Linked DNA regions of Gossypium arboreum: region 1 is linked to region 2. A link is a contact called in public Hi-C data. All regions are on one chromosome and are shown on one strand. The core of a region is the stretch at or near the end of the contact, and the rest is flanking DNA. Distances in the headings are between cores, read along the strand shown. Region 1 holds the start of LOC108457694 (ultraviolet-B receptor UVR8-like). Region 2 has its middle 6.9 kb from the start of LOC108460826.

Region 1 (5,401 bases), core at 1,127-3,626, 64 kb after region 2:
TTCCTAAGAACACCTAAGCAAGAGACCATTTTGAAGAAAATAAATGAAAAAATCGAAAAAGGCCAAAGGTGAGCTAAAAGAACCAATACCCAAAGGGATCAACCATAAGGAAAGCCATCCTTATAAGATGGATTTATGAAGAGCATATCAAGGTTAAACAACAATTGTCTTTAACGAAAGAGGCACATAGAGAACCTGGGTTGTTGAATACGAACAAGATGAGGCATAAACTTACTAGTGGTGGTGGATTCACCACGTTGAATAAAAGAGAGGGATGGAGGAAGAAAGTAAGCCTCCACCAAACTCTAGACAGTTCTACTCATTGCGAGAATAGTGAAGGCCCCTAGCAAGGGAAGAAAATTAGATAAGGGTGATGGCTACCACTTACAAAGCAAACACATACACGTGCATGTGCGCGCGCGCATACACACACTCTAACAGTTGTAGTTTAGATAGGGATAAGAGAAAAAAATGTTTCATTTATTCGAAGTATAATGTTTTATCATCGATGCTATAAGAATACTTAATATAATCAACCAAGTTTCGGGGTATAATGGAAAAGGACTTTCGCTAAAATGAAGACATGGTTGACATCCAGTTTTGAGTTCGATCTATGGATATTCATATTTCTCCTCTTATGAGAAACAAAAAGAAAAAATGTTGTATATATTACCTTTATAATAATTTTTAAACTTAATTTGTTCCTGATTAACTAATGATTATTTAATATTGTTATAACACTAAGGTTACATAAGATGCTAAATAGTATGATAGAGGTAGTTTACATTGTGTGGGGTGAGGAGAGTCGCTAAATCGACGGTTTGAAAAGGTTAAAGTAGTATTTGGATATGACCTCTTCGAGGGCTAGTGAGCCTAAAAAGTATAAATTCTTAAATGAAATTGAATTTGATACGATGATTATCCTAAATGGAATTGTAGAGATACCTCTTCCATATTTATAGTATTCATAGCATGAAGATCTATGATGGCATGAGGTGCTTAATTCTTGAAAAGTATTATAAAGGTATGGCATGAGGTGCTTAATTCTTGAAAAGTATTATAAAGGTATTGCAAATATAAACTTTGGATGCGTTTGTTTTATTAAAAACGGATTCTGAAAAATGATTTTTGGAAAAGTTGATATTTTCTAGCGTTTGGATGATTTTATGTAAAATATTTTCTATCGTTTGACAATTTTTTGAAATCATTTTTAAAAGTTATTCTCGATGAAACAACACAATATAAATATTTGTTAAAAAATATTATAGTAACATTTCCTTTTGATAATTGAAATTTATTTTTAATAAGATAATATTTTATAATAATTGATATAACACATAAACTTAATAAAAAACATTCTCTAATTAAAACTTAATTGAAATTACATATATTAAATATATGCAGTGGATAGTGACACATTAAAATTAAAAGTGATAAATGAAGTGAAGCATGATTTAAAAAAATCATATTTATATAACTTCATATTTTATACTATAAAACATTTATTATTAAATATTTATAAGTGTAATATATATTTATTATTAAAATATATTAAATAATTTATTGCATTATTAAATATAAATAATTAAACATTATAATATTTGATATTATTTAAATTTTTAGAAATTAAAATAAAAAAAGTTAGTACTAATATAATAATATTAGACTTGATTCAAATTAACTTTTATATAAAACTAAATTTACTTATAAATGAGTTTTTTTCCAAAAATAATTTACAATTTTCAAAATTTAATTTATAAGAATATGAAATTTATTTTCATTGACCTAAAAGTTATATCCTATTGACAAAATTATTTATCAAGAAACAAATATAAATAAATGTAGGAATACATTTTCCATTAAATAATAAAAAATTTAAATTAAATTTTATCTCAATTGATATTAATATTATTCTCTGTATAAAAATATAGATTCAGATAGGTTGAGATAAGCTTACTATAATTTCTTTTTCTAAAATTTACTTTATATCAAGAATTTGTTAACAACAAACCAAACCCCATAAAATAAAACCATTATTGAGAACCAAATGTTCCCGTTGCTGACGTGTCAGGAGACTTTCAGCAATCCTCATTGTTGAAACGTGGCATGTTATAATCATTGGGCTTCATAATTAGTTGACATCTGTAGAAATCTGAAAGTAACACGTCATAACCACGCCATCTCTGCCAACTTCACAAAGAGGAATAGAGAAAAAAAAGGTCAAGTGACCTTCCAGAAACTTCCGTTAACTTCTGGCTAGAAATCAACGGGACATCTAGCGGCTCATGTGTTACCACGTGTTATTAATCCCACGTGAACATCCTACGTGGCACATCCCTTTCCCTCGAAATTGATACGCCCCCGCCTTTTATTCGCCCCAAAATTAGGGCTCCCTTAAACGACACTCCCGAAAGGCCGAAATGAATTAAATAAAAAAATGAAAATATACTAAAAAATAATTTCCAACAATAATAGTAGTTTTATTTATTTTTATTTTTTGGGCTTTCCTTTCTTTTCCTTCTCTGTTATTGAAATGAACGGAGAAGGAAAAAAAAGCGAGGAACTGAAAATGGAGGTAGTTAATAGAGAGCGTGTGGTTTTCATGTGGGGATATTTACCTGGAGCGTTACCGCAACGAGCTCCGCTTGTATCGCCGGTTCTTGTGCGGATTCCGGATTCCATTGACCATTCTTGGACCGACGTATGCGGTGGCGGTTGTGGATTCGCCATGGCCATTTCTGGTTGTTTTTCCTATCTCTTTCTTTCTCGTTGGCTTTCCTCCACTTCTTTCCCTGATTTTAAATTTTATTTCTTATGAAAATATTTTAAATTATTGGTAATGTAATTGCGGCTTTTGGGCTGGTTGTTAGATGTTGTACATTTTGATCTGTCTGGTTGGCAAGAAAATGTAAAAGGACTGGGCGTTATAATTCGATTTTTTCGTTGTTTTCATTTTCGTTTTGCCATGAAGTCAACTCACTTGACTCAAATTAGCTATGTTGAGTTCCTTCCTGCTCTTTTTATTTACTGGTTTTGAACTACTGGTTTTCTCTCTCTGTCTCTGTTCTCTATAGGTTAAAAGGATGTCAACTTGTTAATAAATTGTTAATAGATGATTAGAGCTGTGAACCGAATTTCAATTTAATATATTTAGTTTTAAAAAACTTTCATTTTTCTTATTTTTGGCATATAAGATAATTTTTTTTATGCAATAACTTCTGTGAAGCTAACATTATATTCTACTAATGGTGCTTTTTTCCTTAAAATTTTAGATTCAGGGAAGCTTATCACTTGGGGTTCAACTGATGATTCAGGTCAAAGCTACGTTACATCAGGGAAGCATGGGGTAATATAAAGCTTTTTCCATCTATATTTCTCCTTTCTTTTTGTTGGGTTTTATTTTTGTTTATCAAATTAAATTTATATATTTCTTTTCTGTAATTTGCTTGTTTCAGGAAATTCCAGAGCCATTTCCACTTCCAACCGAAGCTTCTCTAGTAAAAGCAGCCGCTGGTTGGGCACACTGTGTTGCAGTTACAGGTAAACACTAAGACTTCCTTGGTCCTTACACTTCTATTCACTTGTTTCACTAATGGGTGGTTTGGCCGTTGCTTTTATCACTTGGTATTTGATTGAGAAAGAAAAAGCCAAAAATGCGTTTGGATACGAAATAGGGTTTTTGTTTCCAACATAAAGCATAATTTTGTATGTTAGGTGTTTTGATTATTTGTTTAATCGCATCTGACTTGTTTGTTAGGACTTTAATTAGTTGAACAAAAAACAACTAACTGTATCTGAAGTAAATTTATTCACAGATGATTGAGAAGTTTATATGTAGGGGTGGAAAGAGTTGGATATGAAAGCGAATATAAAGCATAATTTTATATGTTTGTTTAATCAAATCTGACTTGTTTTTATAACTTTAACTAGTAGAACAAACAGCTAATTGGAACCTAAGTTTTGTTGATAAGTCAATTTCACTTTGTTGTTCACAGAAAATGGCGAAGTTTATACATGGGGGTGGAAAGAGTGTATTCCCTCAGGGAAGGTATTTGGTGATCCATCCACTGGAACTAGTTTAGAGAAGGATGTATTTGAAAGACAGAACTCATTGACAGAGCAAGGTAAATATCATTTGGGTTAAGATTACATACTGATTCTGTTTACCTGTTGGTATTGTACTCATTTCACAATTTTTGAAGTGAGCCCTCACTCTCAAAGCTCAAGATCAAGTGGCGAAACATTTTCTGCCACCAATACTAAAGGAGTTGGAGAGGAAAGTACAAAAAGAAGAAGAATATCATCAACAAAACAGTCTGCTGAAAGCTCATCATCTGGTGATGAAACTGTGTCGGCATTGCCATGTCTAGTAGCTCTAAACCCGGGAGTCAGGATTGTGACTGTAGCTGCTGGTGGGCGCCACACTCTAGCATTATCAGGTACTTTGTCTCTCTCCTTGACTAATGAGTGAAATGAGTCAGAACATGTATATTTTCTGCAGTAAGATAGTTGTGTATAGATTCGTAGATAATGTGACATTTCAATCTGTAAATGCTTTCTTATTGTTGAAATTTCAGATATCGGGCAGGTCTGGGGTTGGGGCTATGGTGGTGAGGGACAACTTGGTTTGGGTTCTAGGATAAGAATGGTATCCTCGCCCCATCCTGTCCCTTGCATTGAGCTATCTTCTTTTGGGAAAGATAGTGTTGCTGCACGTTCTCGAGGTAGCTTGTGTTCAGAAGGGCAGGGTTTTAGAGTTCCTGGAAATTATGTAAAGGGGATAGCCTGTGGAGGACGACACAGTGCGGTAATTACAGGTGTGCCTTAGATCATTCACTTGTTGAACTGGTTTGTAAAAAAAAAAAAAAAAATCAATTAGGGAATAGAAGTGGTTATATTTGCTGGAGATGAAGTTGTGAAATTCTAATACAGATGTCTAGAAGTTCAAGGGAGAAGTTAATGAAAACTGAACTTTTTTCATTAAATGAAGAAAGGTGTAAACACAAGCAAATATGAATTAGTGTTGTAAAGAAATTTTTCTTATTTTTGGTAAAAGGAATAGCTTGAGACTTGGTTGGGATGGAAATGGAAAATTCATGAAATATTCTTTATGAACTAATATGAAAAAAAGTATTTTTTTTTTTTATGATTAACAAATAGAAAGAGTTTTACATGAGAGAAATTCACTTTCTTGATAAAAAATCTGATCAGTTTCTCCCCAATCCAACCTTCATTTGACTTTATTAAAGAGATACTGCCGTCCTAGAATAGAGAAAGACGAAATAAGACATGTTTAAAGGCTAATTAATTACTCTGGAACAAAACATCCCTTCAAGACTCTTAGGATGCTCTGTGACTAGTTAGATTGTTCAACCTTAAAGATCTCCATGGAGTTAGGAAG
Region 2 (5,069 bases), core at 2,024-4,523:
GGACAACAGATAAGACTACTAAATCGAAGCGCTCATCTTAGACTAATAGAAAAGATACAATTTTGATTAAGTGTTTATTACAATAGATATCACAACCAAGATCTTGTTTTGGAAAAAAAATTAAAACTATGTTTTCCCTAAATTTATTTTCCGCTGTGTTTTCCAAACCCGATTTTTTCCAACAACTTTAACCCTATCTTTTGTGTTTTTTTTTAATGTATGCTTTGAATATTTGTTGGGTTATTGCTTGTATGGAAATGATGTTAAGTAACTAAATCTATAGTGGTTGGTTGATGGAAATGTTGCTTGGTTAGTTTTTGGTATAGGGACTAAATTGTAAAAATTGGACTTAATCGAATAAACTTCAAAATTTAAAAGGGAAAACATAAATAGGTGAGACCAAGAGGAGATCTAATTAAGCACCAATTTTTTTGTCTCGAGTTAGTTCTGTGAGGTCGAGAGATAAACCAAGCTAAATCATCTAATTTGGTAAAATGCTGACTGAGAGGTAAAATTCAGCTAATTAGAAGTTTAAGCTTTTTAGATACCTAATCTAAAGACTAATCAGCAACATGAAAGTCAACCAACCGCTTTTATTTATTGAATTGTTAATTGCTTAACTTTTACTGTTCTACAATTTGGTCCTTTTTAGTATTAGGTTGTCAATTAGTGTGATTTAACCTCGATTATGAATTGTTGAATATAGCACTTAGCGAGCAATTAACTAGATTTCTTGGTTGCATGTTTGCTTGCTGCTTAGGAATCACTTTGTCTTAGAACTCTCTTGGGTTCAATCCTTGGAATACTCGGGTGTTCCATTATAATTGTCACACTTGCAGTACACTGCTAGATTATTATTAGTATTTGTGTTATTCATAGCCCCGGTGTACGCACGTTACGGTGTGGTCAATAGGTTGGCCTATATTTGAGGAATTATTTATTCCTTGTAAATCAGTTTTAAATGTTGTTGAGATGGAAGAGACAAAGGCTCTATCAATCCTAATATATATTCTTTGTGTTTCGGATTTGATTCTTTAATCTTTTCGATAACGACTCTATCTAATAATTGGATAGTTTCATATTCCTTTTGGATAGGTAAACTTTTTTCTTTTGTTTTTATAGCATAACTATAAATATTATAATACAATCAAGAAAGAAATTTTATCAATTGTTTTGTGCATTACAAAATTTCAAAGTGATTTATTAAATCAAAAGTTTCTTTTGCAAATTGATTACAACTCGCAAAATAAGTTTTATAAAACGATATTTAAAATATTACTTCAAAATATATTTTTACAAGATGACAAGAAATTTTGAGTATATTTGATTTTCAAATGAATGTATCAAAGGAGAAAATAATTTTTTGCCTAATTTTCTTACCAGAGAATTTTTCAAAAATGTCCCCAAAACTCAGAGACAAAAGAAAAAGAAAAATAGAAGAATCCTCCTCAAAACCCATCAAATCATGGTATGAAATTTGTTTGCGAGAAGAAAATGAGGAATCATCCTCATAAAAAAAAAACCCTCAAATGATGTATCTTTTTAGGATGCACAAGACGCAAATAAAAAAACAGATCAAGTCTCTCACTTTCAATCTTCAGAAGTTGCATTAGCCATTGTCCAATCCAAAAAAGAAACTCTTTTCAAATAAATTGTTGTTGAAGCAACCAAGATTTCAAAAAATAGAGAAATTGTTTTACATAAACCAAAATCTCTTTAAAATATTAATAAATTTTCTTAAAAAGGTTTATCCAAAATAAGTAGCACATTCATAAATTATTACACAAAATCCTCATAATATTTTACAGATAAATACTTTGAAAAAAAATCATTATAGCGGAAGAATTTTCTATAAAACCTCCACATATTGTTATAAAAAGAATTTTTCAAATTATGACATTTTAAATCTTTAGACTTAAAAAAATCCAACAATATTATGAAAATATATTAGTTCAAAAAGATTAGTATTGTTCAAACATTGCATAGATCCAAAAGACCCTAACTTTATTACTCATTCAACAACTCAAATAATTAAAATTTTCAAATCAAAATATTGGTTTGAAAACTCAAACTCTTTAAAGAAAATTCTAACTAAATTCACCATGATACTATGTTTAAACGAAAATAGAAGACGTTAAGATTAAATTATCAACTTGAAACTTAATTTTTATCCTCTATTTTATTGGTTAGTGGTCTTGGTGGAATGAAATTTTCTACTAGAAAAAGTTAATCATGTAAATGGAGTAAAATAAACGAATTAATCATAAAATTTGACATTTTTCTTAATTCATTGAATTAGAACTAGTATTCCTAATTTGAGAAAAAAGAAAAGTTCCACCTTGTATTCGACAAAACGTGGCAACCCACGTTAACGCACATCAGTTGTTTTTATCTTTGATGCATGTACAATAAACACTTAATTTACAATTATGTCGCCTGCAAATAGAGGTGATCATGGGCCGGGTCGGGTTCGGGCTAGGCCCAGTTAAAATTTTAGGCTCGTCTATTAGGTCTGGACTCGGCCCGGTCCGAAATATGGGCCTAAAAATTTGTCTAAGCCTGGCCTGAAATAAAATTGCTAAGCCCAAGCTCGGGCCGGCCCGACCCATATTAAATTTTTTTTTCTTATTTCATTAAATAAAAAAATTTAAAAATATAATAAATCAAATATATTTAAAAACATAAAAATAAATATTAAAACAAATAAAAATAATACTAAAACAATTATTAAAACAATACACAAATTGACAATATAATAAAAAATGGTTATATTAAAATTTTAAAATGATTAAAAATAAAATAAAAAATATATTAATATATAATTCGGGCCGGTAAAAGAACTCTTACTCGAGGCGGGCCTCATTTTTTTGCCCAAGCTCATTTTTCGGGTCTATATATTTACCCAAACCCTCCCATTTTTTGGGCGGGCCTTGGGGCTGGGCCGAGCCGCCCGGCTCATGATCAGCTCTACTGCAAATATGATCTAAAAATAATATAAATATGATAAGAATCTATTTTAAGAGTTAAGAGTATGTTGAAGCACGTAAATTTTTTATTTAAGAGTTGAGATAAGTTATAGATAAATTTAAGTATTATTAAAAAATAAAAAGATATAATAAGAATCTATAATAAAATTAATATAAACATGAGATAATAATATAACCCAAAATTAAAATAAATAAACATACTATGTAAATATTGAAAACAAGTTTGTACCAATCATGGACAATATCATCACTTTAACCCACATGATGGCTTTACTCAAAAACAGATGGCTCCATCAAATGACATTGAAAAGAAAGGAGGCCGATGCCCTATAATTGTAAAAAGGAAAGATGAACAGGTGAATTGAATTTGTCTGATTCAAAATTGGAGGCAATGCCATCTGGTTTTAAAATATTTTTTGATGGATACTTTTAATTGTGAAATATATTTCATTCTTATGAATAGACATCGGACGATATTATGATACGTGTGTATTTTTTTTGTCGTGTTTAATCGATTACTTATCTTCTTTTATTCTAGTATTTTTAACGCGTATTGCCCTAGTCCAATACTTTTGAGGCCCAACATGTTATAATGCAAAGTGATGGGTGGGGGCCGTTCACCCACAATCATTGGGCCTATCTTTCCCATCACATGATCGATTCTGCCTAATGATAAGCCCATCCATGTAAACCACACAATAATGGGCCCCTCACTTATTGCTTTCGTACTATCTTAAGCATCAGAAAGATTCTCATCAACTTCATTATTATTTTATCCTTATACTTTATTATCTCCATTCAACAACCAATAACATTATAACATGTTTTACAATTACTGCCGCATTAACATAGTATAATACTAATGCAATTTCAAAAATATTATAATTTAAAAAGTAATAACGAACATCAACCAACTACTAATATTTTAATAATAATATTGTATATAATTCCATTTTATTAAAAGATAATTATTTATATGGTTAGTTTGGTAAATGATTTTTAAAATGAATATTTGTTTATATAAAAAATTATTTTAACAATTATATTATTAAAATGTTATAATTGAAAACAGTGATTACTTATAATTAAATTTGATTCAGAGGAATACTTGTGATTGTAAATTTTAAAATTTTAAATTTTAGGAATAAGTAAATCGAATATTAACATTACTGTCCATCGTTAGTGCTAGAGCGGAGATATGAAAATGTTGACATATCCTTTGTAATGTCGTGTCAAGAGTGTCAAACCTCTGAGCGCAGTACTGCTCAAAGCGAGTGAGCCGCTCTGAGACGTCCTCTGAAGTAGGAGCAGTAGGAATATGGCAGTGACTCGAAGGTGGATGCTGTGGTGGGTTCTTTGTGATTGAGAAGAACATCATCAGTGAAGTCCTCTGGTTCATTTTGAGCTTCAGAATGAAATAATTTATACTGCGGGGTTTCCACTCCACGACGCTGCTCGATCATCTTCATGTGTATCATGCTCGAGATTTCTTGTGGGGACATCTGGCCAACAAGTGTAAGTGTGGAAGACTACTCCGGTGTGTCAGGGAGACCGAAGTGCCGAGTGAGGCAAGTCACATAAAGGCCTAAACAGATGGGGCCCTTTCTGTGGCGGTCAGTCTGATGGCGGAAGGCTAGAGCGATTAAGTATGCCAAATTAAAGATATTCCTAGTGGCTATGCTCAATAAAAAGTATGCATTGTGAGTATTGACAACTCCGGTGCTCTCTCTCCTACCAGTTAAAGTGTGTGCTAAAAGTGCGTAAAGGTACCGTAAAGTTGGAGAGAGAGACGTCGCCTTCAAGCGACTCGCATCATATGGTATCTGACGCGTTGTAAGCTCAATCCAACAACGAGATGGAGCGTAATGGATGTACTGGTGAAGGCGAAGAAAGTTCTCGGTGCTCATAAATTCCTCCGTGTAAAGTCCCATAGCAACACCGAACTCGAGGATGCTCATGTGGCGTACCAAACCACCAAGTTGAAAAGTGATGGTGCCTGGCTCGTCATGGGTGGTCATGACCTGCTATACAACAAATGTCGCGCAGAGCTCCAAGGTAAGCTCCATGTAGGTGGGCTCGATG

The links. A called contact is a pair of places that touch in the nucleus more often than the background predicts.
Region 1: a contact with region 2 is called in a Hi-C map of leaf, with 2.1 times the contacts expected there. The contact joins the promoter of LOC108457694 here to the enhancer-like site in region 2. A contact is called at or near these places in 2 of 5 Hi-C or Micro-C datasets (both in leaf).

Annotation. Positions count from the first base shown.
Region 1 is chr4:15,198,434-15,203,834 of ASM2569848v2, forward strand. It overlaps LOC108457694 (ultraviolet-B receptor UVR8-like), which reads left to right and starts at 2,377. Exons shown (of 11, transcript XM_017756770.2): 1 at 2,377-2,741; 2 at 3,273-3,346; 3 at 3,456-3,540; 4 at 3,996-4,124; 5 at 4,203-4,439; 6 at 4,578-4,817. The coding sequence starts at 2,534.
Region 2 is chr4:15,133,723-15,138,791 of ASM2569848v2, forward strand. No RefSeq gene overlaps it. Among protein-coding and RNA genes, the nearest start is that of LOC108460826, 6.9 kb to the left of the region's middle. Within about 2 kb of position 3,274, at least 1 of the 2 cell types and tissues checked has an H3K27ac peak or open chromatin away from gene starts, as enhancers often do. A contact at or near this core is called in leaf, where this site is marked.